Regions from separate parts of the Mus musculus genome. Here region 2 is linked to region 1. Evidence: chromatin contacts called from public promoter capture Hi-C data. All regions are on one chromosome and are shown on one strand. The core of a region is the stretch at or near the end of the contact, and the rest is flanking DNA. Distances in the headings are between cores, read along the strand shown. Region 1 holds the start of 4933401H06Rik (RIKEN cDNA 4933401H06 gene). Region 2 holds the start of Manba (mannosidase, beta A, lysosomal).

What was found. Promoter capture Hi-C pulls out the DNA fragments that hold promoters and counts their contacts.
Region 2: a promoter capture Hi-C map of liver shows a contact between it and region 1, with 3 times the contacts expected there. The contact joins the promoter of Manba here to the promoter of 4933401H06Rik in region 1. A contact is called at or near these places in 1 of 39 promoter capture datasets (liver) and 1 of 115 datasets of contacts at active chromatin or transcription factors (pancreatic cancer cells).

The regions. Positions count from the first base shown.
Region 1 is chr3:135,837,613-135,843,560 of GRCm38.p6, forward strand. 4933401H06Rik (RIKEN cDNA 4933401H06 gene) reads right to left here and starts at 2,657. Exons shown (of 5, transcript NR_040540.1): 1 at 2,495-2,657; 2 at 2,019-2,222; 3 at 665-709. The region is part of intron 2 of Slc39a8 (solute carrier family 39 (metal ion transporter), member 8); the gene reads left to right.
Region 2 is chr3:135,482,354-135,488,301 of GRCm38.p6, forward strand. It overlaps Manba (mannosidase, beta A, lysosomal), which reads left to right and starts at 3,258. Exons shown (of 17, transcript NM_027288.3): 1 at 3,258-3,504. The coding sequence starts at 3,328. It overlaps Gm30992 (a long non-coding RNA gene), which reads right to left and starts at 3,248. Exons shown (of 3, transcript XR_376111.4): 1 at 2,757-3,248; 2 at 1,609-1,643.

The DNA of each region.
Region 1 (5,948 bases), core at 1,407-3,906:
TGGAGGTCTTGAGAGATGGATAAAGGGTAGGATGGAGCTGGGAGACGTGCCAGTCCCCATGGTGGAGTCTGCAATCCTCTTTGAAAATGCAAGCTTATCTTTGAAAATTCTTTTTATTTCCTGTTTTTTTCTTTGGTAAAATCAACTTCCAAATTTGGAGCTGTGACGAAAGGATGGACCATCTAGTGATTGCCATATGCAGGGATCCATCCCATAATCAGCTTCCAAACGCTGACACCATTGCATACACTAGCAAGATTTTGCTGTAAGGACCCAGATATAGCTGTCTCTTGTGAGACTATGCCGGGGCCTAGCAAACACAGAAGTGGATGATCACAGTCAGCTATTGGATGGGTCACATGGCCCCCAATGGAGGAGCTAGAGAAATTACCCAAGGAGCTAAAGGGAACTGCAACCCTATAGGTGGAACAACAATATGGACTAACCAGTACCGGGGAGCTCTTGTCTTTAGCTGCATATGTATCAAAAGATGGCCTAGTCGGCCATCACTGCAAAGAGAGGCCCATTGGACTTGCAAACTTTATATGCCCCAGTACAGGGGAACGCCAGGGCCAAAAAGGGGGAGTGGGTGGGTAGGGGATTGGGGGTGGGTGGGTATGGGGGACCTTTAGGATAGCATTGAAAATGTAAACGAGGAAAATACCTAATTAAAAAAAATCAACTTCCAGTTCATCCTCCATGTAAAAACCTAGAAAAAGAGATGAAAATAAAAGAGAAAATAATGAGTCACTTTTTTGTTTTTTTTTTCTTTTTAAAAATTTGATATTTTCTTTATCTACATTTCAAATGTTATCTCCTTTCCTAGTTTCCCCTCTGAAAATCCCGTATCCCCTCCTACCTCCCCCTGCTTCCCAACCCACCCACTCCTGCTTCCTGGCCCTGACATTCCCCTATAATGGAGCATAGAACCTTAACAGGACCAAGGGCCTCTCCTTCCATTGATGACCGACTAGGCCATCCTCTGCTACATATGCAGCTAGAGCCATGGATCTCTCTGCGCAATTTCTTTGATTAGTGGTTTAGTCCCAGGGAGCTCTGGGGGTACTGGTTAGTTCATATTGCTGTTCCTCCTATGGGGCTGCAGACCCCTTCACCTCCTTGGGTACTTTCTCTAAGCTCCTTCATTGGGGACCCTGTGCTCCATTGAATGGATGGCTGTGAGCATCCACTCCTGTATTCGTCAGGCACTGGCAGAGCCTCTCAGGAGACAGCTATATCAGGCTCTTGTCAGCAAGCTCTTGTTGGCATCCACAATAGTGTCTGGTTATGGGATGGATCCCCATAGAAACACAAGTACATTGTTTAAAATTGGGAAAGCTAGATAAGCAGAAAGGAAAAAAAAAACCACTCATAATTTAGGACCTAGATACGAACATTCTCAACATATGGGCGTCTTTGTCTGTAAATTGCACTTTACCTGCCTTGTCGTAGCAATGCTATCTCTACACACGGCTTCATAAGGAGTTTTTCCTAATAGTGTCTAATTCATTAGACATTTTTGTCTTTATAATAATATATTCTAGAGAAGAAGTCTTCATATGCTCTTCAGAAAGACTTGGAAGAATGTATGTGTGTATGTGCACATGCATGCATGTATGTATGTATGTATGTAAGCATATTTGTACGTGGCCACGTATCTGTGTGATCTGATATATGTGTATTTCAGTATGTTTTAGTGCGTGTGTATGTGTGACTGTGAGTGGTGTATGTGTATATCTGCGTGTTCCTATGTGTGTATATATGTGTGTGTGTGAATGTGTGTTTGCGTGTGTTTCTGAATACATGCGCACCATTCAGCCCTAAGTAAGAAGCATAAGAAGGCGTGAGATAAAAATGGAAGCACTGATATCAGAGAATACTTGTCATCCCTAGTTCGGCCTCCTAGAGGATTATTCGTCTGGAGTGTTTCTTGCTCAAACCTTCTCTTTTAATGGTGTTAAGAATGTGTCCAAAAGTCAAGCCAAGAAAGATTGTGTCAACTCTGAAGAGGCACTTACAATGGTAGACTTGGGAGAGGCTGGTAGACAGCGAGCTGGAGACGCGTAAAGGGAGGGACACCAAGGTGTCTGGTCACCGAGTTAGGTAATCCCGTCATCACAGCGGACAGATCTGCCGTTTTCTCGTCCACTCCTGCTTCGAATGTTCCTGTTGTGTCATGCCTGTAAGCCACCAACCAGACTTTGTGACACCTGTCAGTGACCCTTGAAGAGATAAATCGGTGAAACGATCGCTTTTCTTCCAGGTTAGAAGAGACTTCCCGATAGTTACTTTCAAAGCTGCACTTTAAATGGTTGGGATCTAAGCTAGGTGCCCCACACTAATCTACTGTCACGGAGATTTCTGCACCTGTTTTGTTTCAGTTACTCTTGTACCTTTGGTTACATACACAAGCAGCCAAGAGCTCATCACTCCTTTCCACTTTATTTATCCCTGTTTTTATTTTATTCTTATTTTATTTTATTTTATTTGTCACCTGTCTACCAGGAACTGTTATGCGCCAGGCATTGTCAGAGTCCTATTAGTAAATATTACGGTAACATGAGCTCGTGGGATCTAGGTGGCTGCTTTCTCATCAGAGAAGCATTTTCAGTCTTCACATTTTCCTTCTTTAATGTAATCCATTGTCCTGGTCTCACAGAGTACGTTACATTACGTTACGTTACGTTATGTTACGTATGCAACGTGCGCAGCGGCAGTTCAGGTGCACTGACAGGCTGCCTCTGCTGTAGGAGAGAGTCCCGGATCTAAACAGCTGTAGAGAGTCTGTATCCAGATGGTCCACATTCATTGCTGGAAGCACGTGACCACGCCGGGCTCTCCCCAGCTGTGTTAGGAGTCTGAGCCTATGTTTGAGACATTGGGGTCAGTTGTTAGTTTCTGTTGCTTGAATGAAACCTTTGTGGACCCCAGCTTTCCCATTTGAAAGATGGGGATAGAAGGGAGAGATAGAACTGTATTTAAGTGATCTCTGTTCCCCACCTCCCCCGTCCCCACTCACAAGGATCCTAAGTAGTTTAAAGAGCAATTTAACTTTATGACCCTAAAAACTAGTAGGCCCAATAAAATACAGTTCCCTGCAGGATCCTGTGGATTTTCTTTTTATTATTTGAGTTACTCTCCATGTTTAATGAAGAAGACATAACAGTCAATCTCTAATTGCTTAGTAACGGGAAAACATGAGACTTGAATCTTCTCTTCACCTCCTATGAGCTAATCTTGGACAATTTATATTCCCAAGATGTTATTTCTTTGTCAAGGACCAGCCTTGGCATTGGAGTGGGGTTCTGAGAGAAGGGGTGTCTGGGAGTGGCAGAAAGAACGACTCAAAGTCAAATCATGGGTTCAAGCTGCCCACTCAGGTTCTGCTGAGATGGCTTTCCAGTCAGTCAGTCAGTCTGTCTGTCTGTCTGTCTGTCTGTCTGTCTGTCTCATCTAAAAACTGTCTGGTTGAGACAGCTCTCTCTGTAGGTAAAAGTTCTAAATGCTGTCTGGGTTTAGTCAGAGAAGCTGCTATAAAAAATTATTGGATCTTCCGACTAAGTCAGAAATCTTGGTAAGAAAAAATTCTTGAAGAGCTGTTTTGCTCTCCAGAGATTTCTAGAGAGCCCAGCTCTCACTAGAGAGAATTTCTAAACAACTGCTATCGCCTTTTGCTAGCTCATCTCATGCAGACCAAAAGCCCAGTTTTTTAATTTACATATCAATTCAGTTATTTATTCCAGGTTTCCTTTTGATTATATTTTGAATCAACATCCCGTGACCGCAGTCCTTTGATTCTTAAAAGACTGTAAGCATACATGCTGATCTTGAACTCAGGAATCTGCCTGCCTTTGTGTCTTTCTGACAGTCTAGCTCAGAGTGTAGCTGCCTTTGTTCCTTTAGATTCATGAAGCCCCCATAATTCATATTGCACTCTTATGTTTTGCATAGTTGAGAAATTATATATATTTTGAACTCATGTATTTATAGGTCTTTCCCATAGCCTTAAGGGCTGTCCTGAAGGTCCCAGCCTTTACCATTTTGCTGAGACATTAGCCACACCTTCTTCACCTGGACCCATGTTGTCAGATTATCCTGGAGACATTAATGTTAACAAAGAAGACATTCCTAGGAGGAATGTGAAATATGTGCATTATTATACAAACAAGCCTTATGCCCACAGCAGTCATCCATACTCGTGGAGGTTCACAACGGGGCCATGTCCCAGAGGCAAGAATCATATCACCAACTTACTCTGTCCCTGCCAGGGCCACACCTGGCTCGGCATCTCCTGGAGGTTCACACTAGGGACCTGCCCCAGGGTCAGGAGCCATGTCACTCTGTCCCCACCAGGGCCACGCTTGGCTTGGCATTTCTTCATCCACATTTTTCTGTTAATAGTAATTAATGTGCTATAGCTTTTGTTTCTCAGAATGCCTATGATAATTATTGTTTAGAAAACTCAGTTGTCGGTAAGTTGTGATTGAGTTTTCCTTGACTGGAAGCTTTTATCTCACCATGCCGTGTGCTTGCTTACCTTTATCATGTTTACCTGTTTTACATCTGTTTCCTGTGCTGAGGGACAAGTCAGTGATGGACATAACCCCTTTCCCAGCTTCTGCACCTGTGTGAAGAAAGGGTAAACAACCTATTTGGTTAATGAATACATGAAATGAAAACAGAGAGGAAGTAGGAAGGCCTCACAAGGGACAGAGGCCCAGAAAGTTGCCGGCAGGTTTGCATGCAGTTGGTTCACAGTGGCAGCCTGCCTAGAACAGGAGACTGTGCCTCACATGGTGTTGTGGGAAGGATGGCTTCCTACTCTTGGGTCACTGCTATCTATACACATGACAGATTCTACAAGGAAGCTGCATTTTTGCTGGAAACCAATGGCTATGGTAGTCAGTGGTGTAGCAGGCAAGGGTACAGAAGACACTAATAAGACATTAAGGATTCTTTTCATCTCGGACTCGAAGCCCTTGTCCCTCCTTCGGCTCTTTTGTTAAGGATTTGTAATAGATTTTTGTATAACTGAGTTACTTTATAATAAGGGAAAGTGAACTGATCTTGGTACTTCTTTCTAATTGTGATCACAAAATTGGCAAGTATTAAGTTACTCTCCCTTCCTCTACCAGTACAGAGAGAACACAGCCTGTGTAACAGAGTCACCCACACAGGGAAGCAGGCTCTGTATCAGAGTCCTTGTTGGGGATGCTTTTCTCAGAGTTCCAATCCACCACATAATCTGAAGTAGTCACTGGGGTGACTTTGGATGGTATAACATTTGCTTCTGGTTTGATTTGAAGAGGGTGGCAGCAGAGGCATAAGGGCATATGGTCTCATTGTCTGATTCAATGGGTGCTATTTGGCGAGACAGCCAAGTACAGGCCAAAAGAAGAATTGGGCAAGCTTTGAAGACTAAGAGAGCTTGTATTTGTCACCACAGGTAGCAGCCAGGCACTGTGACTTATGCCTGTTATCCTAGCACTTAGGGTGCTCAGGACTTTATAGTGGATTCTAAGGCTAACCTGAGCTACAGTGATCAACCAGACTTTCTCAAACAAATATAAACCAACGAGTGACTTTTTCCTATCAATTGGAACTCTTGCTTGATGAAGAAAAGAAAAAAAAAACACCAGTAACTTCCCTTCAGCTAAGAAGAGAATTCGTCCATCCAGATAAGCAGAGCCAAGGGGATATGAAATTCAGACATAGCCACACCCACAATCATGACAGTTTAAAAATCTTTTTCTAGGTCTGGATGTCTAGGTCTAAGTCATGTGTCACCTGGAAGGGCACAGGCATGATGGTGAGGTGCTCTGTGCCGACCAAAGGAGAGTGCAACCCAGGCAGGGAAAGGGCGCCCCCTACTCTTACTAGAGTTGAGTTTTCCTTACATTTTGCCTCTTTGGCATTGTTTCTTTCATTCTCTCTCTCTCTCTTTCTAG
Region 2 (5,948 bases), core at 2,008-4,507, 350 kb before region 1:
GGACCGTGGCAACTGTCAAGCTTCCCCAAGCACTATCTTATCAGGTGTTATCTACCTATCTATCTATCTCTCTATCTGTGTGTGTGTGTGTGTGTGTGTGTGTGTGTGTGTGTGTGTGTGAGAGAGAGAGAGAGAGAGAGAGAGAGAGAGAGAGAGAGAGAGAGAGAGAGAAAGAGAGGAGAGTCTGCCTCCTTTCCTTTATTCTTTTTTCCAATTTTTTTATTAAATATTTTCTTCATTTACATTTTAAATGCTATCCCGAAAGTCCCCTATACCCTCCCCCCATCCTGCTCCCTTACCCACCCAATCCTACTTCTTGGCCCTGGCGTTCCCCTGTACTGGGGCATATAAAGTTTGCAAGACTAAGGGGCCTCTCTTCCCAATGATGGCCGACTAGGCCATCTTCTGGTACATATGCAGCTAGAGACACGAGCTCTGGGGTACTGGTTAGTTCATATTGTTGTTCCACCTATAGGGTTGCAGACCCGTTCAGCTCCTTGGATATTTTCTCTAGCACCTCCATTGGGGGCCCTGTGTTCCATCCAATAGATGACTATGAACATCCACTTTTGTATTTACCAGGCACTGGCCTAGCCTCACGAGAGACAGCTATATCAGGGTCCTTTCCGCAAAATCATGCTGGCATATGCCATAATGTCTGGGTTTGGTGCCTGATTATAGGATGGATCCCCAGGTGGGGCAGTCTCTGGATGGTCCATTCTTTTGTCTCAGATCCAAACTTTGTCTCTGTAACTCCTTCCATGGGTATTTTTTTTCCCTATTCTAAGGAGGAATGAAGTATCCACATGTTGGTCTTCCTTCTTTTTGATTTTCTTGTGTTTGGCAAATTGCATCTTGAGAATTCTAAGTTTCTGGACTAATATCCACTTATCAGTGAGTGCATAATAATGGGTTTAAGAATTTCCACATTTGCAGCTTCTGGCTTGGAATGAGGCACCAGGCTCTTCTGTGTTCCTAATCTCCATGAGCAATTCTATTGGAGCATTCCCCACCTACACCTACAGACTTAATCTTACTTGCTATTATTACTTTAATGAAAAATTATTTATTATTTAATGTGAATTTATATCTCAACGGTATGTATTTATGTCTATATGTATGTACAGGACATGCATGTCTCATGCCATCAGAGGTCTGTAGAGGACCTTGGATTTACTGGGACGAGAGTTACAGGTGTCTGTGAGTCACAAAGTGGGTGCTGGAAATTGAATGCAAGTCCTCTGCAAGAATGAGTGTTCTTGAACTTGGCCTGGCAAAATGGTTCCCACAAAGAAAAGCGGCGAGCAGAAGAGCCATTCTGCCATAAAAGAAGTGATGACCAGAGAATGCGCCATTAGCATTCTCAAGCACACACACCGAAGTAGGCTTCAAGGAGCGTGCCCCTTGGGACATTTGCCATGAAGGAAATGGGAACTCCAGATGTTTACACTGATGCCGGGCTCAATGCTCCATCATATATTCATGTACGTTTGTCCAGAAAACATAATGAGGATGGGGACTCACCAAACAAATTCTACAAACTGTTAACTTACCTACCTGGTACCACATTCAGAAATCTATAGAAGGTCGGTGTGGATGAGAACTAACCTGCTGAATGCCGAATGAAGTTGCAGATCTGCCGACTAAACAAAAGACAACAAACAAACAAACAAACAAACAAAAAACAAGTGCTCTTAACCACTGAGTCACCTCTCCCGTCCAACCATTGTTACATTTTTGAAACAAGCTGGCTTCAAGGTCCCTATGTAGACAACGACAGTCTTGAACTCCTGATCCTCCTCCCTCTGTCTCCTAAGTGCCTTGATTCCAGGTTATAGCCAGTCACAGTGTCGTTAGACTTCAGGCTTACAGGTTGTGAGCCACTACCTGCACCTCCCTTCACCTGTCTTTTAAACAGTGTAACTTCAAACGCACAGAAAACACCAACTTCAACTTCCTTATGCTTGCTCTTCTGCCTTGAGACAGCTGAACTTTGTCCTCTGGGTACTGCTGTCCTTTCTGAAGCGTCTCTCAATGTCCTTGCTTAAGCTGTAGTAGATATATATATATATATATATTCCGAGTTTTGCTTCATGAGAAGAACCCAGGGGCCAATGAGATAGAGCAGCCGTTAAGGGGGAATGTCTCTAAGCCTGACACCCTAAGTTCTAGCCCTGGGACTCCTCACAAGCTGTCTGCTGACTTCCACACGCTCGCTGTGGCAGGAACCCCCATTCAACTCCTCCATGAAATTAGTAAGTAAAATGTGGGGTGTTTTGTTTATTTAAAAGAAGATGAAGAACCCAGCCTGCGTCTCCGTCTCTGAAATTAGTGTCTGCATTGTTTTGTTTTGTTTTTTTCGAGACAGGGTTTCTCTGTGTAGACCTGGCTGTCCTGAAACTCACTTTGTAGACCAGGCTGGCCTCGAACTCAGAAATCCGCCTGCCTCTGCCTCCCAAGTGCTGGGCTTAAAGGCGTATGCCACCACGGCCCGGCTAAGCGTCTGCATTCTTTTTTTTTTTTTTTTTTTTTTTGACAGGGTTTCTCTGTGTAGCCCTGGCTATCCTGGAACTCACTTTGTTCGAGGAGGCTGGCCTCGAACTCAAAAATACGCCTGCCTCTGCCTCCCAAGTGCTGGGATTAGAGGCGTGCGCCAGCACGCTTGGCATCTGCATTCTTTTAAATTCAGGGAATGGGAATTCTGTTGCTTGTTCAGTCCCACAACTCAACAGTGAAGGAGGGAATTTCAGACTCACCTGTAACACTAACGCAGTTTCATAGGAACCTCAGAAGCAGCTCCATGATGTAGCCACCACTAACAGGGAGCACATGGCGCCTCTCAGTCAACAGTTGAAGCAACCCTACGAGTTTATAGTTAGCACTGTTTAGTCCCAGCAGGTCGCGTATTGAGGGAGCGTTCAGCCTGACAAATCCTGGGGCCGGGGGACCATGTACAATCTGCTGGTCAGGCGTGGTAGGAGCTGTCCCCGGGCAGAGCCTGCGTACTATTGTGGACGCGCACCTGTCGTCTCCCAAATGGTCAGACTCTGCTTTCCAGACTTTTCTGTCGCTTTTCATCATTCGGATGAGCGCCCCACTTACAGGATCGAGCTGGAGCGAGAAGCCCAGCTCACAGGTCGCAGAGACCCTGGCCCTGGGCGGTGCTTGTACCCGCGTGGCGGGTCCCGGCTTCAGTTCCTCCCTGCAGGGCTGCGGGAAGCGCTCAGCTGACCTGGGGGCGGGTCCGTGCTCGGGGCGGGGACACAGCGTCCAGGCCTTGGCAAGGCTTGGGCGACACTGCCGGGTTCCTGCTTGCGAGCGGTCAGCATGCATCTTCACCTGCTCTTGATATTGGCGCTATTTCGGGCCGGCTGCGTGGTGGCAGGTCCTAGCTACAGCCTGAGCGGGAGCTGGCGGGTGAGCAACGGGAATGGCTCCCTGGAGCTACCGGCGACTGTCCCCGGCTATGTGCACAGCGCCCTGCACCAGCACGGGCTGATCCAGGTAGGACGCACAGTCACCCCCCACACCCCCCATGCGGGTCCAGGTCAGTAGGTGCAGCTGTGGGCAGTTGGGGGAATGGCCTGGGAGTTCAGGCCAGTTGTGGACACTGACCCTCCCTCGCTGGGTCTTCAGTGACCTTGGAAGGCGGAAGTTGTGTATATGAAACAAACGGTATGTCTGCTGTCTACTTATTGTGGTGATTCTCTGCTCAAGCATTTCCTAAGAGGACTTACCTTTCTCCCTCCGGACAGGGTTACTGTTGCAATCATCTGGATGCTTGTAGCTTTTAGTTAATCAAAGTTCGCCGACCCTAGGATGTCCGGGTTTTCTTTTTCTGCTTTGAAGCCTCGTGCGTCAGGTTTGAAATAAACACAAGGGATTGGGGAGAGCACTAGTAAAGTTTGGTTGTTGATGCTAATGAGGAGCCTAAATATTTGGGAGGGGAGTGTGTGCAAGTGTGTGTGTGGTGTGTGTGTGTGTGTGTGTGTGTGTGTGTGAGAGAGAGAGAGAGAGAGAGAGAGAGAGAGACCCAGAACCATGAGTATACTAAGCACACATTGTACCACCACCGAACTACACCCCAATCCTAAAGCCTGAATACCGTGCTGACATTTTTTTTTTAAATGAGAGTCTGTCATCCAACAGTGTGGTAGGTTTCTTTATGATAGTTTCATGTGAGTGCACCATGTTCTCTGCCCATATTCACTTTTTACTGGGTCTTGCCACCACGTGATCCCTCCCTCGTTCAAGGAGTTTCTTTCCATTATGGTGTCCTATATACGTACACTTATGAATACATATATTTACATCTAGAGTCAACATGAGTAAAAACATGCCATATCTTGTTTTCATTCTCATTTGTCTTATGTTGTTGTTTTGTTACCAATTTTTATTGTCTTCATTATCCTTACCTTCTTTTTTTTTTCTGGCTTTTGAGACAGGATCCCATGTAGTTCAGGCTGACCTTGAATTCCCAATGTAACTGAGGACCACCTGAACTCCTGATCCTCCTGCCTCCTCCTCCCATGTGCTGGAGATATAAGTGTTTACCATCATGCACAGCCTAATTACATCATTTTTCCTATGGAAAATGTGTGTGTGTGTGTGTGTGTGTGTGTGTGTGTGTGTGTGTGTGTGTGATTTTCTTTAACCATTTGTCTGTTAGTGGGCATCTGGGCTGATTCCATCACTTGGCTATCATGCCGCAACCAAATGGCTACACAGATATTTCTGCACTATGCTGTCCTAGGATCCTTCAGGTATCGGAAGGAGTGGTGCAGCTGTTATGGGGGAGGGGGGGGCTTATTCCTAGTGGTTCTTTTTATTGCTATTGTTTTTGAGACAGAGTTGTTTTTGTTTTGTATTCTTTGTTAATTTGCCTTGTTTGCTTTTTTTTTTTTCAAGACAGGGTTTCTCTGTGTAGCCCTGGCAGGCTGGCTTCAAACTTCACAAGTTTCTGCCTTCCGAGTGCTAGGATTAAAGGCTTGAGCTACTAATACAGGTTGAGTGTCACCATTTTTAATGGTTTGAGGAACATCCATGCTGAACTACATAGTAAGCCTGCATAATTGTGTGTGTGTGTGTGTGTGTGTGTGTGTGTGTGTGTGTGTGTGATCCAGAGGTTGGTGTTGACTGTCATCAGTCATATTTACCTTATTTATTGAGTCCGGGACTTTCACTGAACCCCAAGCTCAGTGAATGCCTAGACGAGTTAGCCACAGTCTCCACTCTCCCATTGCCAGGATTACAGTGGAATCTCAACCCGGGCCCTCCTTGAGGACAAGCACTTCACCAGCTGAACCACGTCCCCAGGACGTTTGCCTGCACAATTTTGAAAGCTTTCTAAGTGACCAAGCCAGCTCAATCAGTCAACCGGGTCTCAAGGGAGGGAGTGAGGATTGAAAAAGAAAAAGCAATTAGACAAAATGATAACCCGACCCCAGCCAGTGCTGAGGCTGAAGCAGCTTTAGTTTTCTGCAGCTTTTGTACCATTCTAGGTGCATCCAGACATCACGGTCAGCTCTTAGATCAAAGACAAAATAGTCAAGCAAAGTAGTAAACAAAACCCCCCATGCTCACTGTTTCTGATATTCTTATCTGAGCCTATTTCCTTGTCTGAGGCCAGATTCCTAGAAGTGGCACCAAAAGCTCTCACCAGCTAAGATATGAGTAAGTTCGAGATTCCTTTCTGGGAGCACTGGAGAACATGGCTGGTATCATACAGCAGCCGCCAGCTGACAGATGAAATTGCTTGTTTTTTGATGACAAGTTTCTCTGTATAGTCCCGGTTGTTCTGGAACTCACTTGGTAGAGCAGGCTGGCCTCAGACTCTCAGAGATCTGCCTGCTTCTGCCTCCTGTGTGCTGGTATTAAAGGGTCTCTGTGTGCTGGGATTAAGGGGGTACCACCACTGTTTGCTCAGAGTTGAAATTCTAACCCAGGCT